3 separate regions of the Sus scrofa genome follow, and regions 1 and 3 are each linked to region 2. Evidence: chromatin contacts called from public HiChIP or PLAC-seq data. All regions are on one chromosome and are shown on one strand. Each heading gives the region's core, a stretch centred on a gene start, on an enhancer-like site or on the middle of the called end of the contact. The rest is flanking DNA. Distances are from core to core; before and after follow the strand shown.

Evidence for each region. HiChIP or PLAC-seq counts read pairs in DNA pulled down with a chosen protein or histone mark.
Region 1: a contact with region 2 is called in an H3K27ac HiChIP or PLAC-seq map of skeletal muscle. The contact joins two enhancer-like sites. A contact is called at or near these places in 2 of 2 datasets of contacts at active chromatin or transcription factors (alveolar macrophages and skeletal muscle).
Region 3: an H3K27ac HiChIP or PLAC-seq map of skeletal muscle shows a contact between it and region 2. The contact joins two enhancer-like sites. A contact is called at or near these places in 20 of 47 Hi-C or Micro-C datasets (alveolar macrophages, blood, embryonic fibroblasts and 10 more) and 2 of 2 datasets of contacts at active chromatin or transcription factors (alveolar macrophages and skeletal muscle).

Annotation. Positions count from the first base shown.
Region 1 is chr2:47,333,500-47,336,903 of Sscrofa11.1, forward strand. It overlaps LOC102160616 (a long non-coding RNA gene), which reads left to right. Exons shown (of 4, transcript XR_301761.3): 4 at 2,829-3,198. Among named protein-coding and RNA genes, the nearest start is that of MICAL2, 33 kb to the left of the region's middle. Within about 2 kb of position 2,107, at least 6 of the 83 cell types and tissues checked have an H3K27ac peak or open chromatin away from gene starts, as enhancers often do. A contact at or near this core is called in skeletal muscle, where this site is marked.
Region 2 is chr2:47,158,189-47,161,774 of Sscrofa11.1, forward strand. MICAL2 (F-actin-methionine sulfoxide oxidase MICAL2) reads right to left here. Exons shown (of 38, transcript XM_021083313.1): 17 at 2,396-2,464. Among named protein-coding and RNA genes, the nearest start is that of PARVA, 130 kb to the left of the region's middle. Within about 2 kb of position 2,268, at least 6 of the 83 cell types and tissues checked have an H3K27ac peak or open chromatin away from gene starts, as enhancers often do. A contact at or near this core is called in skeletal muscle, where this site is marked.
Region 3 is chr2:47,356,328-47,359,618 of Sscrofa11.1, forward strand. No RefSeq gene overlaps it. Among named protein-coding and RNA genes, the nearest start is that of DKK3, 28 kb to the right of the region's middle. Within about 2 kb of position 2,009, at least 10 of the 83 cell types and tissues checked have an H3K27ac peak or open chromatin away from gene starts, as enhancers often do. A contact at or near this core is called in skeletal muscle, where this site is marked.

The DNA of each region.
Region 1 (3,404 bases), core at 857-3,356, 180 kb after region 2:
CCTCACTCTCTTCCCCTTTGACCTCCTGCCAGTGCTCCCCATTGGCCAAACCCATCCAGAAGCCACAAGCCACAGGAGGCCATCCTCATGGTCCACCCAGGTCAGGCCCCAGGGCCAGGAGCAGGACAGAGTGGATTTGCAGGGACAGACAGAAGATGTCCTGCCCAAGAGTGGTGTGTTGAGATGAACAGTTCCACAAGACCATCCTGGGCAGGATGGATGATGACAGAGCCAGAGGGACGGGGACAGGAGGAGAGTACAAGGGTCTGAACTAATAGGGGGCATGGAGATGGCGAGGAAGTGGAAGAGTAATGACCTGCCGACAGAGACTCAGGACAAGGGAGGCGTTTAGAGTAGCCTGGGTACCTCGGTGGATTGTGACACCATTACCCTATTAGAGGGTTCAAGTTCAAGGGCAGGTGCTGCTACTGGAGAAAAATCACTCTTTTCCAGCAGCAAAAGCAGACTGGTCAAAAGGACAGATGACCCCCGTGTCCCAGCTCTGGTTGGCTGGGACAGCTTTTGGCATCCTTCTTCTGTTCTGTACCTTATTTCTCTTTCACTTAGAAACCCCTGAATACCTACTTTCACAAGAGTCTGACCTGGTCCTCATGTCCTGAGTGCAAATTCAGTTCTCTAACTCTACCAATCTCCTGTTTCCACGGGTCAAAAATCAGTCCTTCTTCATTCAAAAAGATACATGCACCCCCATGTTCACTGCAGCACTATGCACAATAGCCAAGACATGGAAACAACCTAAATGTCCATCAACAGATGAACGGATTAAGAAGATGGGGTATGTATACACAATAGAATACTACTCAGCCATAAAAAAGAATAAAATAATGCCACTTACAGCAATGTGGACGCAACTAGCGATTCTCATACTAAGTGAATTAAGTCAGAAAGAGAAAGACAAATACCATATGGAATCACTTACATGTGGAATCTAAAATATGGCACGAATGAACCTATCCGCAAAACAGAAACAGACTCACAGACATAGAGAACAGGCTTGTGGTTACCAAGGGGGAGGGAGAAAGGGTGGGATGGACTGGGAGTTTGGGATTAGTAGATGTAAATTATTACATTTAGAATGGATAAGCAATGAGGTCCTGCTGTATAGTACAGGGAACTACATCCAATCACCTGTGATAGAACATGGTAGAAGACAATATGAGAAAAAGAATGTATATGACTGGGTCACTTTGCTGTACAGCAGAAGTTGTCAGAATGTTGTAAGTCAACTATAATAAATTTTTTAAAAAGAAAAAATATCAGTTCTTCTTAATGGGAAAATCAGTTACGATAAAAGGAACCGACTACCAGTTCTCTGTGGAGATAGATGCATTTTTAAAAAAAGATCTGCTGGGATGAATTTCTAGTTAATAGACTATGAGGGGGAGTTTTTATTTTTAACTCTGGGCCCTCCCAGGAACACTCTGAAATCCCAACTCCACCCAGTCCCCAACTGGCTCAAAAGAGCAAGGTAAGCGAATTGGTGCCTCCTCTACAAGGCTGGCAACCTCTAATCTGGCATCATGTATTATTTAGGACTTTCAGTGGGGGGTGAAAATTTTAAGTCTGGCTTCTAAGAAGTGTGTGGTATGTTTGGGGTTGGGTAGACCTAAAAATATTCTGAAACAACAAGGGTAAGTGTTATGAGTAGGGTATCCAGAGTCCCCTCTTCTTCCTGCAGTGAAGTCCAATCATCCTGCCCACAGAGAACTGCCTTGATGGGGAGAGAACCCCAGAAGGCCCTCACACAGGACAGGGGTAGTGGAAGGTGGGAGTGAGAGAGGCGGTGTTGCTAGGCAACCGGCTGCTGGCCAGTGTTGCCCTGGTGATGCTGGTTTGTGTATATGAGGTGGGTGCTCCTGGGTACTTGCTGAGTGTCTGTATAAGCAGGGTGGACTTTTTCATTATGATGCATTCCTGGAAACCATGCCATAATGTGGTTTGTCAGAATTTCCCAGAGGAACAGCGTGAGTTCTCCTTGAGGGGTTGCATTCCTGACTAAAGATGCAGCCGGAGATAAATCATAACTGTGATCAACAATCTGTCATAAGCAGAGGGCACCAGTGCCCAAATATCCTCGATGAGTTCTAAGGCTAAAATTACCCTATAGGCCTCACCACAAAGCTATTACCTGACTCCATGTGAACCCCCACGGACCATGTTCATTCATTCCCTCATTCACTCATTCGAGGGCTTTAGGGGTCATTGTGGTTCACTGCCAATATCAATTCCACTTCAGAGGATTAGTCTTCTAAGCCAGCATTATGAGCTGTAGACCTACCCCCACTACCTCAGCATGGGACCTGATCTGGAAACAGGGTCTTAGCAAAGGTCATCAAGTTCAAATGAGGTCATTAAGCAGGCCTCATGCAATATGACTGGTGTCCTTATTAAAAGGAGAAATTTGGCCTCAGAGACAGGCATGCACAGAGGCAAGATGGTGGGAGAACACAGGGAAAATTCCACGTGAAGACAGAGGATTGGAGTGACACATCGACAGGGCAAGGAATCTCAAGGATTTGGAGCAAACCACCAGAAACTAGGAAGAGGGAAAGAAGGATTTTCCTTTAGATTTCAGAGGGAGCCTGGTGCTGCCAACACATGGACCTAGGACTTATAGCCTCCAGAGTTGTGAGACACTACATTTCTATTGCTTCAAGCCACGTAGCATGTGGTATTTTGTGATGGCAGCCCCCAGGGACCTAATATGACTGGCCATGGTAATCCTAGCCTCTTGGCCCAATCCTGGCCAAGGAGCTACAAGGAGCTGGGCTGGATTCTGAGAATGGTTTCTGCTTTTTGCTCTGTAGGTGCTTGGATGTGACTCTGGGAACTGCTACCGTCATCATACTGCAAGTCTCAAGGGCAAAGCCCTTCCTGAGGAGGGCAGAGCGTAGACAGTAGGGATCCAGGACCGCTGCCCTTGTGGAGTCTCTCCTTCAGCCAAGCTGGAGCGAGCCCAGCCTCTGCAGTTATGTTGTGTGATCTCATACATTTCCCTGTGGTTGAAGACAGAAGGTGAGGTAAAGTCTCCTCACTGACACCAGGGTCTTCCACATGCAGCACATGTGAATCGGCTGTCCTGTGTGTTCAGCACGTCTCCCTGTCACCTCCCTCATGCAACCAACCCGACTCCTGCCCCTTCCCAACTGACTATGCTGGATCATTTGCAAAGGTGACCCTACCAAAAAAAAAAAAAAAAAAAAGGTTTTGGGTTTTTTTTGGGGGGGGCGGTTGGGGGGGTTGTAGGGCTACAAATACAGCATATGGAAGTTCCCAGGCTAGGGGTCCAATCAGAGCCACGGCTGCCAGCCTACACCACAGCCACAGCAATGCCAAATCCAACCCATGTCTGTGACCTACACCAAAGCTTCCAGCAATGCTGG
Region 2 (3,586 bases), core at 1,018-3,517:
GGTTTTTACAAAGTTCCTCCATCAGGGTTGGGCTGTTGGCTCATGATTAGTTCAGAGTTAGGGATTTTGGAGAAGGATGTCCCTATCTGTTGCTTTGTTTCAGAATATATGATATTAACATGACATATGACTGGTTGATGTTGACCATGATTGCTTGGTTATGCAGTCTTATAAAATGGAATTCCATGTAATCCTTCCTTCCTTCCTTCCTTTTTGTTAATGGCCATACCTAAGGCACATGGAGGTTCCCAGGCTAGGGGTCAAATGGGAGCTACAGCTGCTGGTCTATGCCACAGCCACAGCCACATTGGATCCAAGTCGCATCTGCAACCTATCAGATCCAATCGGCATCACAGATCCTTAACCCACTGAGCGAGGCCAGGGATCAAACCCACATCCTCAGAGAGACAGCGTGGGGTTCTTAACCTGCTGAACCACAGCAGGAACTCCCCATGTAAGATTCTCTTAGCTCATCTGCTAAAAATAAAACTTTGAAAATGATTGGTGTCCAGAGACTGTCTGTTCCCTGGTACCATGGATCTGCTCCCGTCAGACTCAGAAGTACAAACGGTACTGTCATGTCAAGAGGGCAATTAGCTTCTCCAAGGAGACAATGAGTCTCCCTCACAGGAACAGATGTTCTCAAAACAAAGATATGTTCACTTAGAAGAAATTCATGGGAAGAGGCAGCCTAGAGTCAATTGGTGTTTTTTCTTGAAGATTTCCTAAGTGTAGCAGCCCCATGGGAAACCCTGTAGGCACAGCTGCTCTGAAGAGTTGGACAAACACAAGCCAAAGAGTCACTCCCCACTTCCAAGTGGGAACTGCAGCCCTGCATAGCAAGACAGGCTTGAGTGTGAACAGGGCACATTTGCTGGGCTGGTCACTGTTTGTACAAGGCCACAGTAGGCCGGGGCAGTGGTTGTGCAGACCAGCCCTTCTCAGACATTTGTGCACATGGATCACTCAAGGTCTCCTTCAAAAGCAGATTTAGATTCAGGTCTGGGGTGGGCCCTGAGAGTCTGCCTTTCTAACCAGCTGCCAGGTAATGCTGGTGTTCCTGGTTCTTGGCCCACACTCTGAGTAGCAAGAATTTAGAGAGAATCATTGCTTGATTAAATCTGATTTTAAGCAAAACAGGTGGCCCAGAAAACAGAGCCATTTCAGAAAGGGCAGGTGCAACCAGATTTCTTCCCACACTTGAACTTCTGTGCTGCCAGCAACAGAAACAGCACAAACGCCCCCTCAAGGAAGGCACAGATGAAAGGCAGAAGATTTTGCCCTCAAGCCAAAAAGCTTCCAGGGGAAGCTTCTTGGGAGGAGGCGAGAATAAATCACAGGCAGAGCCAACCTCCCATAACTGGCGAATGGGATGTTTCATCAGCCCAGTGCACCAGCCATGGCTTCCTCTTCTCAACTATCTCCCTATTCACTGGCTTCTTGCTTGCACCAGAGCCAAGAGCAATAGCTCTTCAAACCTAGAAGATAAAATTTTTTCTAAGTCCTACAAATGAAGTATGAATGTCATCCTACAAATTATTCCTATGCCCTCTATGTCATCATTGTGATACCTGCCAGTAGGGTAGCTAAAGCTCATATCCTACAGTTCACAGGCAATATCCATGCTCACTTTTGTGAGATTACAATAGCCTTTTGGAATGAGGTATACAGCTCAGGTCTCTTTAAAGAGCTGTCTGGGGAAGCAAGAACCAATGCTGTTTTTCTGCGGTAGGAGAAAGATTCATGCTTGGCTTTTAAGAAGTAGCCTGTAATTTTCTTCTTTCATCAGAAGGTGGCACTTGTGGACACTGGGACATTTGCCTTAAAGACAAGGTACAGAAAACCCAAAAGGTCGAAACTATGACTGTGTATCTAATCACTTGTGATGGAACATGATGGAGGATAATGTGAAAAAGAAAATGTATATAAATGTATAACTGGGTCACTTTTCTGTATAGCAGAAATTGACAGAACACTGTCAATCAACTATAACACAAAAATTTTTAAAAAATAACTGGGAGAAAAGTAGGACTTTGGGTGCCTCTTTACTATTTACTATTCATAGTGATTACATCTTGATTAACTTGGATGCCAGAGATGACGCTTTGGCATGTTATAGAGTCGTCTTATTTAATCTTTTGAAATCCTGCAAAATGTCATAATTTCAATTGCACCATCTGTCTTTTACAGGCGCCGCATCCTGGGAGGGTGATAGAGCTAGTAAGTACTGAGGACCAGACCCCCTATGTTCCCATCAAGCCAAGCTTGGAGCCCAGTGGTTCATGCGAGAGGAAAGAAGGAAGGGCAGGGTGACCACTGTGGTCAGGCGGGCGGGCTGTGGCCACTGGCTGTCAGGAACCGGGGCTTTGTGTAAACTGATACTGAGCACACGAACCTCGTCAAGGTTGTTGAAGCCTTTCCGCCTCCGCTTGTTCATGTCATTCTCTTCCATTCGACTGTCCACCTACAATGGCCAAAAAAGCATGGTGAGGTCGGGGACATAGTCCTGCCCGCAGCAGCTGCCCGCCCAGGAAACTGATGGGCAGACATTACCCTGCGCCATGACAAATGCTCTCAGCTCCATTCAGACCCTTTGGAGGGGAGCCAGGGGTTCTGTCGTAAGTGTGTGTGGCGGGGGGGATCACACACCAGGCACAGAGAATCCCTGTGACAAGGGCAGGGGTTGTCTCCTCATCGATGACCTTAGGCTCAGAGTGGTCAAAGCCCAGCCTGATGATGCTGCTGGATGCAGACCACCTCCTACGAGGGGCGACCCTGGCTGCCCTCGCAGGCAGGGCTTCTCAGGACACAGATCAGCTGTCCAGTGATTTGACGGCAAATTACGCCTGCCCCTTGGCCACCATCGCAGCTACTGGTAAACCAGATTGTGTTTATTTCAAAGAAGCAACTGAAAACTATGGTGACCATACAGCCCAGTTTGCTCAGGATAGGTGGATTTATTGCTGCCCCCCCCCCACAACCCCAGGTATAATTAAGAGTAGCACCCCCTTTCATTCTCAAAGAATCCAGGTTTAGACAACAAATCGCATAGTTGTCCTAAAGATAACCCCTTGCAGTCCTCCCTCTCTCCCTTCTTTCCTTCCTTTCTTTTTCTTTTTAGGGCCAAACCTGTGGCATATGGAAGTTTCCAGGCTAGGGGTTAAATTGAAGCTGCAGCTGCCTGCCTACACCACAGCCACAGCAACACTGGACTCAAGCCACATATGTGACCTACACTGCAGCTCACGGCAACACCAGATTCTTAACCCACTGAGCAGGGGCGACGGTAGAACCTGCATCCTCATGGACACTATGTTGGGTTCTTAACCTGCTTAGCCAAAGTGGGAACTCCCTTGCAGTTTACTTTCTGCTTCCCAAATCTGGGCATTTGTAAATCCAGAGAAGCCCACTCTACTCAAGCCCACTGTGTCGGAAAGGGCCACCCAAGGGTACACCTGTGGTCTAGCTTGTCTCCTCAAGGGAAGAAGTGGAACTGCACAGGCTGAGCTGATGCTATGGGCTGGGATGGGGTTGGGGGCTGGATCTAATGCCTCCTCTGCACCCTGCTGGGGCAGCCAGTCCCTTT
Region 3 (3,291 bases), core at 759-3,258, 200 kb after region 2:
TGTCTTGGGGGGGGTCCTCATTCTACCTACCGCAGGGTTTATTGTCTCTTTTTCACTGCTGGCTTCCAAGTCTCTGACACTTGTTGAATGAAGAAGTGAATGAGTATATCAATACATTGTTATGAATAAGATTTAACATCATAGTACACAGGAGTTGCGCTTACAAAGCACCAGGCAATGTCCAAAAGTGATCTATGGATATGAAGTCATTTAATCCCCAACAATTCTGTGAGGCACCTTTTATTATTATCTCATTCTGCAGGTGAAGATACTAAGGCACAGATGAGTAGCTGCACCAGGCTACCCAGCTAGTGACAGGTGAAGCCGAGATTTGATCTCAAATTGGTTAAGCACTTATTTTGTCGCTAGGCCTATTACCTTTCTGACATCCTTGAGGAAGTGTGGACAGAATATGAACCCCAGTCTTAGGTCCAGAAATAAGTCACCTGCTCAGCTGAGGGATTTGGAAGGATTCTGTGTCTCGGTTGAGACAATGGGGTGCATATGGCTTCTTGGGTCTCCTTCAGTGCTGCTCAGACCAGGACCAGGTCCCCCAAGAGACCCTGGATTTTCCTGTTCCCGGCATGAGGCAGGGCTCCTGCTTGGACCCTCCCCTCTGGTTCTGCTTCTACTCTATGTGAATAGGTCCCAGGCCCCCATGAGCCTGTCGCCAACCTGCAGCTGGGCCTGACTGCTCTGCCTCCTGGAAACCTAAGCTTCCCCAACAACAGGAGCCTGCCTCAATCCACACCCAGAGCTGAAGTTGCAGTGCCTGGGGTTCCTTGATGGCAATTCTGGGGATCCCTTTAGCTGGGCCCCATCCATTTTTAGTATTTATTGACATAGAGTTGATTTATAATGTTGGGTTAATTCCTGCTGTACAGCAAAGTGACTCAGTTATCCATATATGTACATTCTTTTTTATATTCTTTTCCACTGTGGTTTATCACAGGACATCGAATATCGAATATAGTTCCCTGTGCTATACAGTAGGACCTTGTAGTTTATCCATCTTTTTTTTTTTTTTTTTTTTTTTTGGGTCTTTTTAGGGCCACTCCTGTGGCATATGGATGTTCCCAGGCTAGGGGCTGAATTGGAGCTACAGCTGCTGGCCTATATCACAGCCATAGCAACACAGGATCCAAGTCGCATCTGCAACCTCCACCACAGCTCATGGCAATGCCGGATCCTTAACCCACTGACGTTAGCCAGGGATCGAACCCACAACCTCACAGTTCCTAGTTGAATTCACTTCCACTGCACCACGACGGGAACTCCATCTGTCTTATATATAGTAGTTTGCCTCTACGAATCCCAGACTCCCAGTCCTCTACCCCTTCCCCACTTGGCAACTACAAGGTGTTCTCTATAACTGTGAGTCTGTTTCTGTGTTGTAAATATGCCAACTGGTGTCGTATTTTAGATTTCACATATATGTGATATTCTATAGTATTTGTCTTTCTCTTTCTGACTTCCCTTAGTATGATAATCTAGCTGCATCCATGTTGCTGCAAATGACCTTATTTCAATCTTTTTTATGGCTTAGTAGTATTCCATTGTATATACCTATCACATCTTCTGTACCATTCATCTGTCAGCGGACATTTAAGTTGTTTCCATGCCTTGGCTCTTATAAATAGTGCTGCTATGAACATAGGGGAGCATGTATCTTTTCAAATTATAGTTCCGTCTGGGTATATGCCCAGGAGTGGGATTTCTGCATTATATGGCTGCTCCATTTTTAGTTTTCTGAGGAACCTCCATCCCTATCTATGTTTTGCATGTGCTGGAGTGGCTTGCTCTCTCCATGCTGGACCCTGTCACCAGCCCCTGTGATGGGCAGCTGCTCCAGAGCCCCCTCCCCAGCTGCTCTGATTCCCCTGCCAGCCTGTTCTCCAAGGCCACGAGCACAGAGGCCTGCTGGACACCCCCAAGCACTGTCTCAGCTCCCCCCAGCTCTGCAGTGAGAGTGCTGCTCAGGCAGGGAGGTGGCCCTGGCCCCTTCTCTTGCATCTTAACCTTTGTAGTCAGAGCCAAGAAGAGTGAAATGCACTTGTGCCTGCCAGTACAGTGGGGCATCACATTTTCTGTTCCTGCCAGCACATTTTCTAGGTCAGTGTTGGATCAGGGAAATCCAATACCGCATGTCCTAACTTTTTATTTGCAAACAGAGAAATGGCTTTCCAAAATAAATAGTGTTTACAAGCAGAGCCTGGAGAAACCTCCATCAGAAATACACTGAGTGCCCAGGAGGACAGATGCTTCCTGGCTGTGGTTGCTGTAAATCCAACACCAGCCCCAGCTCCAGCCCTGGAAGGATAGGCTGGATTGGAAGAGGACATATGCATGTCTGTATGTGTGCACACACGTGCATTTGCACAGATACCCAGATGCATGTTTCCTTAAGGGTCTTTGGGTATGACTAGCATGCTTACGTAAACTGGGGGGGGGGTTTACCCATGTGTACTTGTGTCTGTGTAGGTGTGTCTATACAGGCATGTGCACATGCACACGCATGCATGTGTGTATGTGTGCGTGTGCATTGCTGCCTAATGACTTTGTGCCCAGCCCTGATCCTCAGATATCCAGTCCTCTCTGTAAACACGTTCCTCTTTCCTTAAGCTGCCTGAGCCCTCATCATTTTTTTTTTTTTCCCACCTGAGTGAGGAGCTGGGGCTCCAATTCTGATAGGCTGTATATGCATTTCTTCCACCCGGTTTCCTCTTCATATCCAAACCCCCCCCACTCCCTATTAGATGCCACCTTCTTGTACACGGCAACCACGTGTCGCCTCTGCTTGCCACGTTTGGACACAGCAATCTGAGCTCATGGCATGTTACCATCTCTGGGTAAGTGGCAGCTTGTGCTGCCCCAAGACGTCCTCTGGGGTCACATCTAGCCCAGCGCCCCCTGTCTTCAGGATCTCCCTCCCAGACCCTCTTCCTGGGCTACCAGCACCATCTTCCCCACCTTCTGGCCATTTCTCAGCTCAAGGTCATTTCTCAGCTCAAGGTCCCACCTACCTGGGAAGCATCAACTTCATCAAACTCCTAAGCACCTCAGCCTGGCTTCCAAGAGCTGAGTGATGTTCTCAGCAAACCTTCCCAGGGGTTTCTCCGGGAAAACCTGCGTGAGCTCAGGCCCGCCCCACCCCACCTCTGAGCCTGTCTTTGCTCCTGCTGTTCCTCTGCCACAACACCTTTCTCTGCCAGCCCACGCCCTGTGCTGCCTTCCAGCCCAGCTCTAGGGCCACCCCTCCCCCTACGAGGCCTTCTCAGAGAAACCTCCCCC